4 separate regions of the Mus musculus genome follow, and all the other regions are linked to region 3. Evidence: chromatin contacts called from public Hi-C and Micro-C data. All regions are on one chromosome and are shown on one strand. The core of a region is the stretch at or near the end of the contact, and the rest is flanking DNA. Distances in the headings are between cores, read along the strand shown. Region 1 overlaps Gm40070 (a long non-coding RNA gene). Region 2 holds the start of Sptssb (serine palmitoyltransferase, small subunit B). Region 3 holds the start of B3galnt1 (UDP-GalNAc:betaGlcNAc beta 1,3-galactosaminyltransferase, polypeptide 1). Region 4 has its middle 30 kb from the start of Gm35817.

Evidence for each region. Hi-C and Micro-C count contacts between places; a contact is called where the count stands out from the background.
Region 1: a contact with region 3 is called in a Hi-C map of embryonic fibroblasts, with 2.7 times the contacts expected there. The contact joins the enhancer-like site here to the promoter of B3galnt1 in region 3. A contact is called at or near these places in 18 of 39 promoter capture datasets (the 3T3-L1 cell line, 3T3-L1-derived adipocytes, the HPC-7 cell line and 12 more), 39 of 484 Hi-C or Micro-C datasets (the AtT-20 cell line, B cells, the G1E-ER4 cell line and 26 more), 6 of 115 datasets of contacts at active chromatin or transcription factors (bone marrow-derived macrophages, craniofacial prominence, embryonic forebrain and 3 more) and 3 of 9 other capture datasets (adipose tissue, embryonic stem cells and macrophages).
Region 2: a Micro-C map of embryonic stem cells shows a contact between it and region 3, with 2.1 times the contacts expected there. The contact joins the promoter of Sptssb here to the promoter of B3galnt1 in region 3. A contact is called at or near these places in 3 of 39 promoter capture datasets (hippocampal neurons, liver and stem cell-derived epiblast-like cells), 1 of 484 Hi-C or Micro-C datasets (embryonic stem cells) and 1 of 115 datasets of contacts at active chromatin or transcription factors (embryonic stem cells).
Region 4: a contact with region 3 is called in a Hi-C map of nephron progenitors, with 2.6 times the contacts expected there. The contact joins the enhancer-like site here to the promoter of B3galnt1 in region 3. A contact is called at or near these places in 9 of 39 promoter capture datasets (the 3T3-L1 cell line, cranial neural crest, embryonic stem cells and 4 more), 1 of 15 datasets of contacts at CTCF or cohesin (the NIH/3T3 cell line), 16 of 484 Hi-C or Micro-C datasets (the N1E-115 cell line, cerebellum, cerebral cortex and 6 more) and 2 of 115 datasets of contacts at active chromatin or transcription factors (embryonic forebrain and stem cell-derived neural progenitor cells).

What each region holds. Positions count from the first base shown.
Region 1 is chr3:69,259,422-69,262,121 of GRCm38.p6, reverse strand. All of the region lies in intron 2 of Gm40070 (a long non-coding RNA gene), which reads right to left. Among named protein-coding and RNA genes, the nearest start is that of Gm40070, 6.2 kb to the right of the region's middle. Within about 2 kb of position 1,296, at least 6 of the 459 cell types and tissues checked have an H3K27ac peak or open chromatin away from gene starts, as enhancers often do. A contact at or near this core is called in the HL-1 cell line, embryonic fibroblasts and tail fibroblasts, where this site is marked.
Region 2 is chr3:69,858,584-69,861,283 of GRCm38.p6, reverse strand. Sptssb (serine palmitoyltransferase, small subunit B) reads left to right here and starts at 1,390. Exons shown (of 3, transcript NM_133675.3): 1 at 1,390-1,453.
Region 3 is chr3:69,597,703-69,600,402 of GRCm38.p6, reverse strand. B3galnt1 (UDP-GalNAc:betaGlcNAc beta 1,3-galactosaminyltransferase, polypeptide 1) reads left to right here and starts at 1,443. Exons shown (of 3, transcript NM_020026.4): 1 at 1,443-1,601.
Region 4 is chr3:69,911,583-69,914,282 of GRCm38.p6, reverse strand. No RefSeq gene overlaps it. Among named protein-coding and RNA genes, the nearest start is that of Gm35817, 30 kb to the right of the region's middle. Within about 2 kb of position 1,297, at least 10 of the 459 cell types and tissues checked have an H3K27ac peak or open chromatin away from gene starts, as enhancers often do. A contact at or near this core is called in nephron progenitors, where this site is marked.

The sequences.
Region 1 (2,700 bases), core at 47-2,546, 340 kb after region 3:
TGCACTTGGACGATGGATAGGCTTTCCTCTAATGAGCCATTTCTAATCTCCCAATGGTTCCAGTCAAGGCCAGCTGCTGCGCTTACTCTCGTCAGCGTGGGAACCTCTCTCCCTAAGCCCTCTCTCCTGTAACCCCGGGGCTACAGGGTGTCGCCCGGGGGCCCCTTGGTTTTGGGGGCTGCCCCTTGTCCACCCCCCATCGAGTGGGGTCAGTGGCTTAGATGCCCACCCAGGCCAAGTAGAAAGCGTCTGGCAGCCCTCCCGCTTCCACCTGCCCAGAGCATAGGAGGAACTCTGGCCAGACGTGAGCTATCCTCCCCTCCCCCTCTTCCCCTACACCCCTTTTAGTTTCCACAGGGAGGAAAGGGTTCATTTAGCTTACTCTTCCATATTGCTGTTCATCACCAAAGGAAGTCAGGACAGGACAGGACAGGACAGGACAGGACAGGACAGGACAGGACAGGAACTTACACAGGGCAGGAACCTAGAGGCAGGAGCTGATGCAGAGGCCATAGAGAGATGTTACTTACTGGCTTGCTCAGCTTGCTTTCTTATAGAACCCAGGACTACCAGTCCAGGGATGGCACCACCCACAATGGGCTGGGCCGTGCCCCCTTGATTACTAATTGAGAGATTGCCTTGCGGCTGAATCTCATGAAGGAATTTGCTCAAGGGAGGCTCCTTTCTCTGTGATAACTCGGCTTGTCTTAAGTTGACACACAAAACCAGCCAGTACAGCTCTAAAACCTGCAAGGGCAAAGGCTAGATTCTGTCCTCTGTTTCGGGAAATATTAAAAAAGAACCTGTCAACTCTCTGTACTCCTGCTTCTCTCAACCCGCCAACTCTCCGACCCCACTGGGCCACGTTCCCACTCTGGTACCAGCACTGGAGGGCCACAACACTATGTCCCAGTGGGGTTTCAGCAGGGTTCCTCCAGCTCTGTCCCATAGATCCACCAGCCTCATAGTTTGATAGCACAATACCTAGTAACCTTGTAAAATTAAGACTCAATGCTTATATTTAACCAATCAGACTTATATATCAATAAATTCTCAATAAACAAGATGCCAATGCAATAATTACAAAACCAACTGATAATGATAAAAGCTGCCCATCTAGATTAGACAAATTATCCCAATATTCTAACCTTTTGGTTCATGCCACGCTAGTTTACATAGGCCTCCATTTTCCTCCTCCTCTCTCTCTCCCTCTCCCCCCTGAGAGGCTCTCTGCCCCTGCAACTCTTAGCTCCGCCTCCCTTATTCCTGTCCAATCACAGGCTTCCCACTGCCCTAATGTTGTGATTGGACAGGGAAAATCCTGCAACAGCCTTCCATAAAGGTATTTCCTCTTCTGTTCCCGGCACTGTGAGTGTGGCCTTATTTGGAAATAGTGTAATGTAAGTTAAAACAATGTGGTGCTACATCTAGTCACGGGAATGTTCCTAAGAAGGGACAGAGACAAACAACATGGAGGAAAGATGCATGGAGTGAGAGGAGATGAGATGCCAAGGTAAGAAAGGAAAACTCCAGAATGACAAGAAGCCAGACAAGGAGATCTCTGGAGCCTTCAGAGGAGCATGCACTACCAATAAATACCTTGATCTTACATCTCTAAACACAGAACTATACAAAAGTGAATTTCTGTGAAGACACTTAGCTTGTTATAATGTACTGTGTCATTCCTAGGAAACAATATAACTTCCCTTGGAATGTGGAGAGATCTAGGAAGCCTGCCACTAACCCGACACCAACATTCCTGAAAACCTAGCTCAGCTGAACTAGTGTTTCTTAGCTGCGGGCTGGGTACCTATTGCTGCATGGTGTATATTCTGTGCTTGTCATGATGACCAAAATGACAGGCATAGCCAGCCACTGCCCCAATGGTTTCTCTGTCTACTGAGAAGGGCTGGGAAATTGAACAAAAAAAATTATATCCTCCTGATGTCCTACTAGGTCGTTATTTGAGGGTTATTTGACTTGACTTCCTAGAAGAATGCACCTTTGTTTTGTTTTTGTTTTTGTTTTGTTTTTGGAAACAGGTCTCACTATGTAGCTCTGGCTGGCCTTGAACTCACGATACCTGACTGCTTTTGCCTCATTACTGCTGAGATTAAAATATATACCACACCTGACCTTAATTCTACTTTTTGATATTAGATCAGGGCCCCATCTTGAAGTTACATGTTAATTTGTAGACCTCTGTCCAGTAGAGAAAAAAACAAATTATAATTGTATTATCTGAAGGACACTTTCAGAATCTCTTTCCTGGTAAAGTATATAAGCTCTTGATTTTCAAATGTTCCTGGGTGCTAACTTTGCAGTCTTATGACTGCCTTCATTTACTAAGCCCAGGGCATTTTTTGACACTGTTCATTCTATTTTTATAGATGAGTCATGTCTTTGACCTTTTGAGTCTTTGACATCAACTCTTGTAAAGCTCAAGTGGTATGATATGTATGTTTTAATATTATCCCTGGAAGATGGTAGGTGTTTGGTGAATTCAAGCTCCCCTTCAGGAGCTCAGAAAAGCCTGGAAGATTCTGAGCAGGTAACCACTTGCAGGTGGCCCCACTGCAAAGCAGTGTGTGCCAAAGCAATTGTATGCCTGCTTCTGGTCCTGCCCTTTTTTCTTACCCTGTTCTTGTCTTTCATGCCTGTTACCCAGGGGCATTCAAGAGGCAGGAGGCTCTCAAGTTC
Region 2 (2,700 bases), core at 141-2,640, 260 kb before region 3:
TTCATTAATCGAGAGGCTTCCGTCCCCGGACGCCCCTAGATCTTGGACAGAAAAAAAAAAAAATCTCGGTTGAATATGCAGGATGAGGAGCCTCCAGACCCTGTGCGCCCTTAGCGCCCAACCACAGAGTCAAATGCAAGCATTGCCCAGGATGAAGACGAAAGAGATCGATCAAGGTCTGGCTGCGGGTTTCCAGCGAAGATGCTGCGCGCAAGGCACGCTAGCCCCAGAGCGGCTCTGTGCGTCTCTGCGGCACCCCGCCGACTGCCGGCCCCCTTTCCCAATTTGCCCTCCAGCCATTCGTCTGCAAAAGAATTCCCTGCACTTGTGAGTGAACCCACACAAGTTCTCTAGGCACGGTTCTCCTACTCTTTCCACCAGGGAAGGGTGGGGGTAGTTTTCAACCTTAACCTCCCTGCTACCTGGAGGAAGGTGACTGTACAGGGAGGGAGAGGGATTGTTTTACAGGTTCCAAGGCGTCAGAATTAGATGTCAGTGCCAAAGTGGCTTGTTTTCTTCCTTTGCCTTTTGACAACCGGTGAGCTGACCAGCTGCTTGGGCTCAACCCCGGGGCTCACTTTGCAGCCGGGAGCCGAGTTTCAGACTGCAGCCTTGCTCCGCGTAGACCCGGGCCTCTTCGCCCCTCATCCAAGTCTGCGACGGATGTATGCTGACAGGCATCCTCTGAGAATTGGTTAAAGCCCTACAGTATTCACCTTTGCACCTCTGGTTTATCTACTGTCGCCTCCGCTGCCTCCTCCATCTCCCCCTCCCCTCCTCCCTCCTTTTCTTCCCCATCCCCACCCTATCATCATTTGCACCACCACCAAAATACGTGCCCCTCTGGTAGAGTCGAAACTCCCCGCTGAAGCGAGGGGGAGGGCAACACCCATCCCCCCTCCTATCTCTGCCTAGGCTCCCGGTTTTACTGCAGCAATCGGAGGTGAGGTGACAGCGCCACCTCGATCTCCTCCGTAGCTCTCAGAACCCCTGCTCCCCCCAGTAAGGCAGAAGGCGCCCTCTCTTGAGAGGCTAATCTCTGAAGAAGTGCGAACAGGCTACAGAAAAAACAAAACAAACAAACCGAATTTTTAAAATGTAGAAGTCACTAGGCTGCATTCCTCCGAGAACAACCCAATCTCCCAGAACTGAGTATCAGCGCATAGGAAGTTGGGACCTTAGAGTGAAGGGGGAGGGGAGTGGTGCAGCCCGCATTCTCTTCTGGAAGGAGTCGCTGCAAGCCCTGCGGTTGGACATAAGTTTGCGTAAGAGTGTTTTCCTTTTGTCAATTATTAATCACCGGAATCAGTTTGGCAGAACTGGAGTTTTAGCAGTAGTGCAGAGGGCGGGGCCGAACACCTAACTCTGGGAGCCTCAGCTGCGCCCAACACAGTGACAAGCTAACAGAAGCTGGGGAGAAGCCAGAGCATCTAAGCTCATTCTAAGGCAGGAGGTAAGCATCTTTCAAACTACCTACGTCCAATCTAAAAGGAGCTTTCATAGCACAGAGTTTCTGTCTGCATGGGGGGAAACTAGAACTGAGCTTTAATGCAATTTATCTGCTTCTTATTTAACTATATTACAACTCTAAGAATTGAACGGTTCCTCTTGGCATTTACTATGTTGGAAACTAAGATGCTTTTCTCAACAGAAGCCAAACTTTATTATTGGAACTTTTTCAGGCAGAAGAAAAAAAATGTTTTACATTATTTTCATTATTCATTCATTCATTTGTACGGTTTGTTAATATTCAAGGAAATATCTTGAGATGCGTGTGGCTTCCTTCTTTAGGTGGTAATATTCATTTAGTTCTCTCTCTTTGGGTTACTTTAGGCAGTGGCACACAGGAGTCAGCTGCCAGCAGGTAAGCCATAGCCAGCAAAGAATGTGTCTTAGTATTTTTCTCCTGATTATTAAGCACAGTGTGTTTTCTCAGGGATGCTTATGAGATTGTCACGGCAGTCAAAATCCTCAGCCTGCAGAGGACTATGTGTCCCTGGAGGAATGCATGTCATAGTGTCTGTGGGGAGCAGGGGTTACAAGTGTTAGTCCTGACTTGTTTCAATTGGAAGGGCATTCAACTGGTTGCCAGTCTTCGAATCAGCTCAGCCCATGTGCCAATACAGAATTAGAAGATTTGTTAAATCTAAACTTTAGACCCCCAAAATCCAAATAAATGAATCAGGGGAATTGGGATGTTTGGTGTTTGTACTGGCTAGTTTTGTGTCAACTTGACACAGCTGGAGTTATCACAGAGAAAGGAGCTTCAGTAGAGGAAATGCCTCTATGAGATCCAACTGTAAGGCATTTTCTCAATTAGTGATCAAGGGGGAAAGGCCCCTTGTGGGTGGGACCATCTCTGGGCTGGTAGTCTTGGTTCTATAAGAGAGAAGGCAGAGCAAGCCAGGGGAAGCAAGCCAGTAAGAAACACCCCTCCATGTATGTCCTCTACATCAGCTCCTACTTCCTGACCTGCTTGAGTTCCAGTCTCGAATTCCTTTAGTGATGAACAGCAATGTGGAAGTGTAAGTTGAATAAACCCTTTCCTCCCCAACTTGCTTCTTGGTCATGATGTTTTGTCCAGGAATAGAAACCCTGACTAAAACAGGGTTTTTTTGTAAAAGACTTTATGACAGCAATTGTTATTTTTAATCAAATGATACTAAGAAATACACAGCCATTTTTGCCAGAAAACCTTTA
Region 3 (2,700 bases), core at 194-2,693:
ATGCCATCTGACTTTCTTGGGAGTGTTATTTATTGTCTTATCTACACATCAGTTTTAAGTACTCTCAGTTCTCTAAGGAATTGAAAATACACTCCTCCAAAGAATTTTCAAAATCTTCGACATATTGCCTATTAACCACTGAAGAGAAACATTCTCCGTGTTTGTTTATCATGGAACAGTTTGGAGAATACCTCTCCCTACTTCCATGGTTTTAGCTTTGGGTCAAGTGAGATTGTGTTTGAGAGTCCATATTCTCCCCCCATGGAAATAACACGCAGAGCTCCATGCAGTGTGTAAAGGAGTCTTACCATTACATCCCGCTTCTGGTTCAAGAACTTAAATTACTGAGCTGGGAGAGCAAAACAGCAGTCAAACAGAACTGAGCAACTTCTAAAAGTCCTGCTACGAAAGAAAACAGGTTGTGCTACATCTATATATTCTACACGGACGCATAGAGGCAATAGTCCAATCTTGATAAGATCATCTTTCTAGGAAGTCGGTGTGGCTTTCCGACAAGAACATGGCGTACATACTAGGTGATATTGTAGAATTCTAGTTTCTCCAAATCGATAAGGCTGATCCCGGCTATGTTGAAGTCACTAGTTTAAGAAACGCAACCTAGAGCGTCTAGGGAAGGATGGGAAAGCGATTCTTGTGAATTGTTGTTAAATTTTGGTTGCTTGTATTTAGGTGCTCACTGAAAAACTGTTTCCTTTTAGGTGGAGTGAGGCCAACCTGTTCACAGTCCTAAAGCCAAGACACCAGAATGGGTCTTTGTTTTCAGATGACACTTTGTTTCCAGGGGCCTTTTGACAGAAAGCAATTTTTGAATGGAACCACCTCCACCCTAAGTCCTGGGAGAAACAGTCAGTACAGAAACACCCAGCTTTCATGACCAAAGGCTTCTCCCTTCTCCCAGAGAGGCACCATTTGGGTGGAGATGACTAAGTGGAGCTGACCAAGGGTTCATAGCACTAGACGGTTTCTAGAGGCAGTTGAGGGTGTGGGGGTGGAGGTGGGGTGGGGTGCCAGGACTCTCTGAGCCTCTGGTCCACATACACCAAAGCTTTCCTCTCCCCACCCCCACTCCCGCACTCCTGAAAGGAGAAACAGCCTTCTGAATGTGCCAAGGCTTCCTCCTTTCCAAGTCAGCCCTGGGGCGGAAATCTGCGGGCTACACATTTAGGCATCTCCCCGAGAAGGGAGAAGGGAGAAGCCTTTGGTCATGAAGGCTGGGTGTTTCTGTACTGACTCTGTTTCTCCCAGGACCTAGGGTGAAGGTGGTTCCATTCAAAAATAAAATTTCTTGCTTTCTGTCAAAAGATGGCACGAGGCAGAGAGCCGGGGTTGGAGGTGGAGGACTTAGGCGAAGCCTGCGGTGGCCGTGATGCTGGCGCCCGCCCGCGGCAGAGGCCGGCAGCTGCGGCGATAACAGCGATAACGGCGCTGGGCTGCGGACGCAGGGACCCCGCGCGCGCGCGCGTGCGTGAAGGAGGCGCGCGCCCGCCCGCTCGGCGTGCGTGCGGCTGCGGGGAGTCCGTGTTCGCGCGCAGAGAGCGAGCGCGGGCCGCACCGTTGCGGGTACCACGGGCGCACGGGAGGTGAGTGCGGGGCGGGCGGGCGGGAGGCCGAGGCGGGGAGACGGTTGGGCGGCTGCCGAGCGCCCCTCTCTCTCGCGGCGCAGCCTTCTAGGTTCGTGGGTCGGGGCTTCGAGGCCCCGGGCGCCGCTCGCTCCTCCGTGGAGCGGGGCGCCGCGAGCTGCCACGCCCTGGGCTCTGGCCTCCGCGCCTGGTCTCGGGGCTGGGTCTCGAGGCTCCGGACGAGAGACTCGAGAATCTGGGCCACTTGGAGGGGCGTCCAGTGCTCTTGGCGAGCCGGGCCACCGCGGCCTCACGGATCCATCCTGCCCTGCCTTGAGCTATGTAAGCCTCGGGGGCCGAGGTAGTGGTGGCCTGGTTGTCACCGCGACCAAGGAGAAGTGGAGAATACTGTCCGCACGCCACGCCGATGGACCTGCTGCAGGCCCGGAGGGAGGAACGCACATTCTAGGCGGGAAAGGGCCTGTGGTCCCTAGGGTAGGAGAGTGCTTCCTGGGGGAGAGGTGGCGAGGAGGAAGGGAATGGGAGATTTGGAAAGAGGAGACTCCTAAAGATTAAGGCTACATTATTAATAAAAGGTCTGAGTGGAATGTACAAAGCATTGTAAAGGAACTCTTAGATGGAGGGAGCCTTACTTTTTCAGGCTGTAAAGGATGCGGCCAGCTGCAGCACGGAGAGCTAGCTGTGTTTGTGACTGCAGGACTAAAAGGTGCAGGACTAAAAGGCAGGCATTGATTTTTGACTTAAGTAGACCCCCCTCCCACAAACCCCGTTCCCAGCCTTTAGGAGAAGCAGCTTGCTTTGTTAGGAAACGCTACTGCCAAGTAAGGAATTGCCCAACGGTTTGTTTTTGGAGGGAGGTAGGACGATTTGCAGTCTTCACCCAGATGAAATCTGTGTTTTACCTTTGGGTGTCTAAGGCAGACGCAGGGAGTTTGAGCTCTCTGAAGTGTTGACACCTCATAACTCTAGGAAGGGGCCTTCCTTTTACTGAGAGAAAAGTGTGGCATTTTCTCTCTTTCACGTTGGAAGATTTGATTGAAATGAATGGCCACCAGGGAGCTGCAGCATTAAAAACTATTACATTATCGAAATTGTTCTT
Region 4 (2,700 bases), core at 48-2,547, 310 kb before region 3:
TTCCAATGTCTTTATATGGTCTCCAGCAGAAGGTGTAGCTCAGATTAAAGGTGTATGCCACCACACAGATAACCTTGAACTCAGAGATCTCCCTGTCTTAATCTTCTGGAATCCATAGCCACTATGCCTCAAGATCTCCATACCAAGATCCAGGTCAGAAACTTCTATCTCCCAGCCTCCAGATAAGGGTCACTGGTGAGCCTTCCAATTCTGGATTGTAGTTCATTCCAGATATAGTCAAGTTGACAACCAGGAATAGCCACTACATGTAGCCACTGTGTAAATCAGTATGGTGCTTCAATCAGGACCTGAAAGTAGAGCTACCATGGAATCCAGCTACATCACGTCTAGGATTATACCTGAAGGATCCGCGTTAGCATGCCTCAGAGACACCTGCGCATGCATGTAACTGCTGCGCTCACTGTTCACAGTAGCCAGGTTATAGCGTTAGCTGAGGTGTCCTCAGTGAAAGGATGGGAAGAGATTTGTGTGACATGCTCACAATGGAGTCTTGCTCAGCCACAAAGAGGAAAGTCATAACAGAAAAAAACAGATGGAACTTGAGAGTATCGTTTGTAGCAGAATAAGCCAGACTCGGAAAGACAAATATCGCACCTGTTCTTACATATGAGAAATCAATCCTTAAATAAGACTTAATAGCAGAGGGGAGCTATATGGATTGGAGAGGAGGGCAGACAGTACTTAAAGCAAGGTGATCAAGGAGAAAACACATGATGCACGTATACAAGAATGTCACGGTAAATCCATTACTCTGCACAATCATGCTACACTTACAAACACTATTTAAAATGCTATTGATAATAATAATAATAATAATAATAATAATAATAATAATACACTAAGCTTCAGCTTCAATCTGGCAGCCAAGCCTTGAGGCTTGAAGTGGTTTTCATTATGACAAAACTTAAGGCTGTTGTTTTTATTTAATTGTAACCTTCTTTTCTGCAATTGGAAGAAATGACCTAGACATGGTCTTTCTGGGAAGACAAGATTAACAGACGTGAAGAGAAAGTTCTGCCCACGTCCCTCCGTGCCTCCAGGCATCCGGTTCTCCTCCTTGTAGGCATTTAGACCCACTGAGGCGTGGGAGCGCACACTGAGGCACGCAGCTGGGGTAAGCCCGCACCTGGCCCTCATCCTTGCCTCCCTTGAGATCCGTCATTCAGGAATGCTCTCACATCCCCTCGAGGGGCTTTCACCGTATCTTATCCGCTTTTAGAAGCTGTGTACATAATGCAGTATCCTGTCCTGCAGACTGCTCCCTTCCTGCACTGGAATCCTATGCCTTCGCTCTGCACAGGAACAGGAGGTAGGAGGAGGAAGGGGGGCCGCCTACAGCACAAAAACCGTGGAAAAGATGTAAAACTAAACCAATTGCCCCTGAGTAGCTTTGTTTCATTACTTCCAGTTTAAAACATGATAAGGGTCACGAGTTGTTGCTCCTCCAAAGCCTCCCTTCGCAGTAACTACACTGGAAAATATATGCTACAAGTAAAAATAAAATAAAATTAAATAAAAGCCCCCACCCAAAAGTCACAGAAAGAAAGGGAAAGGAAAAAAGAAAAATGAGATTAAACTTGTGTGGAAATCTGAACTTCAGTGACTGGTTGCCACAGAAAAACACAAACGCACGCAGGAGTTTATCTGCATGCTTGACAGTGATCTATTAGCCTTTTATTAATGCTCTTTTAAAAGTCGTTTTATTCTATTCTACTCTGCCTTTTTACACTAGTAATAACTTTCAGCATCTTGTAAAGTGCTGAACAGCACAGATTTTTATATTTGCTAGGAAAGTTACGGGTTGCTAAGGCGTCTTTGAGAAGTTTCCAGACTCGGTCTGCAAATGGAAGCAGGTGGTAGGTTATCGTGGTTTCTCTTCTAGCTCTTTCCTGCTACTACACACGTTCACCTGTCCAGCTCAGAGTGCTGCACAGTGGTTAGCTAAGCTCCCGTGTTTGATATTTGAACAGAAAAGAGAGAAATAATTCCTTTTCTAAAACACTTACTATATTTTTATTACAAAAGTCACGTTCATAGATTCTTTTAAAAAATAAAGACAAGCACTCCAGTTTGTCACCTATGAATGGCTATAGCATGTTTTACCAGGCACATACTCAGATCTTTTCTTGTGCCCATGACTTATGGTTTACATATTGAGAAAGTCAGGTTATAACAAGGGCTTTTACAAGGAGCTATTTCTAGTTCACGGGTGCTCAGTGTTTCCACACGACTAGTTCTACAATGCAATTGTTAACAGCTAGAGACTAGCCTAGGACTGGAGTGTGATTTATTTCAAATCTTCTATTATCAAACATTTGGATAATATGTCGTTCATTGTTAAGCATTCAAAATAATTTAGAAATATGCAAGCCTTTGACTTCAGGGTTGTATTTTGACACATTACTGTCCAAAAATCATTTAAAGTTTTGTTCTTATTATTTGGGAATGTAGATCTTTGGGGGAAGCTGAGAGATATGTGCCTCTTCTCATTAAGAAAGAGGGGAGAGGAAGAAAGGGAGGGAGGGAGGAAGGGAGAGAGGGAGGAAGGGAGAGAGAGAGAGAGAGAGAGAGAGAGAGAGAGAGAGAGAGATAGAGAGATCTTAAAACAGTCGGGTAACTCAGGAACACTTCAGCAAAACAAACTCTAGTTGAGAATTCGATGCCAGTTTGTCCTTACCA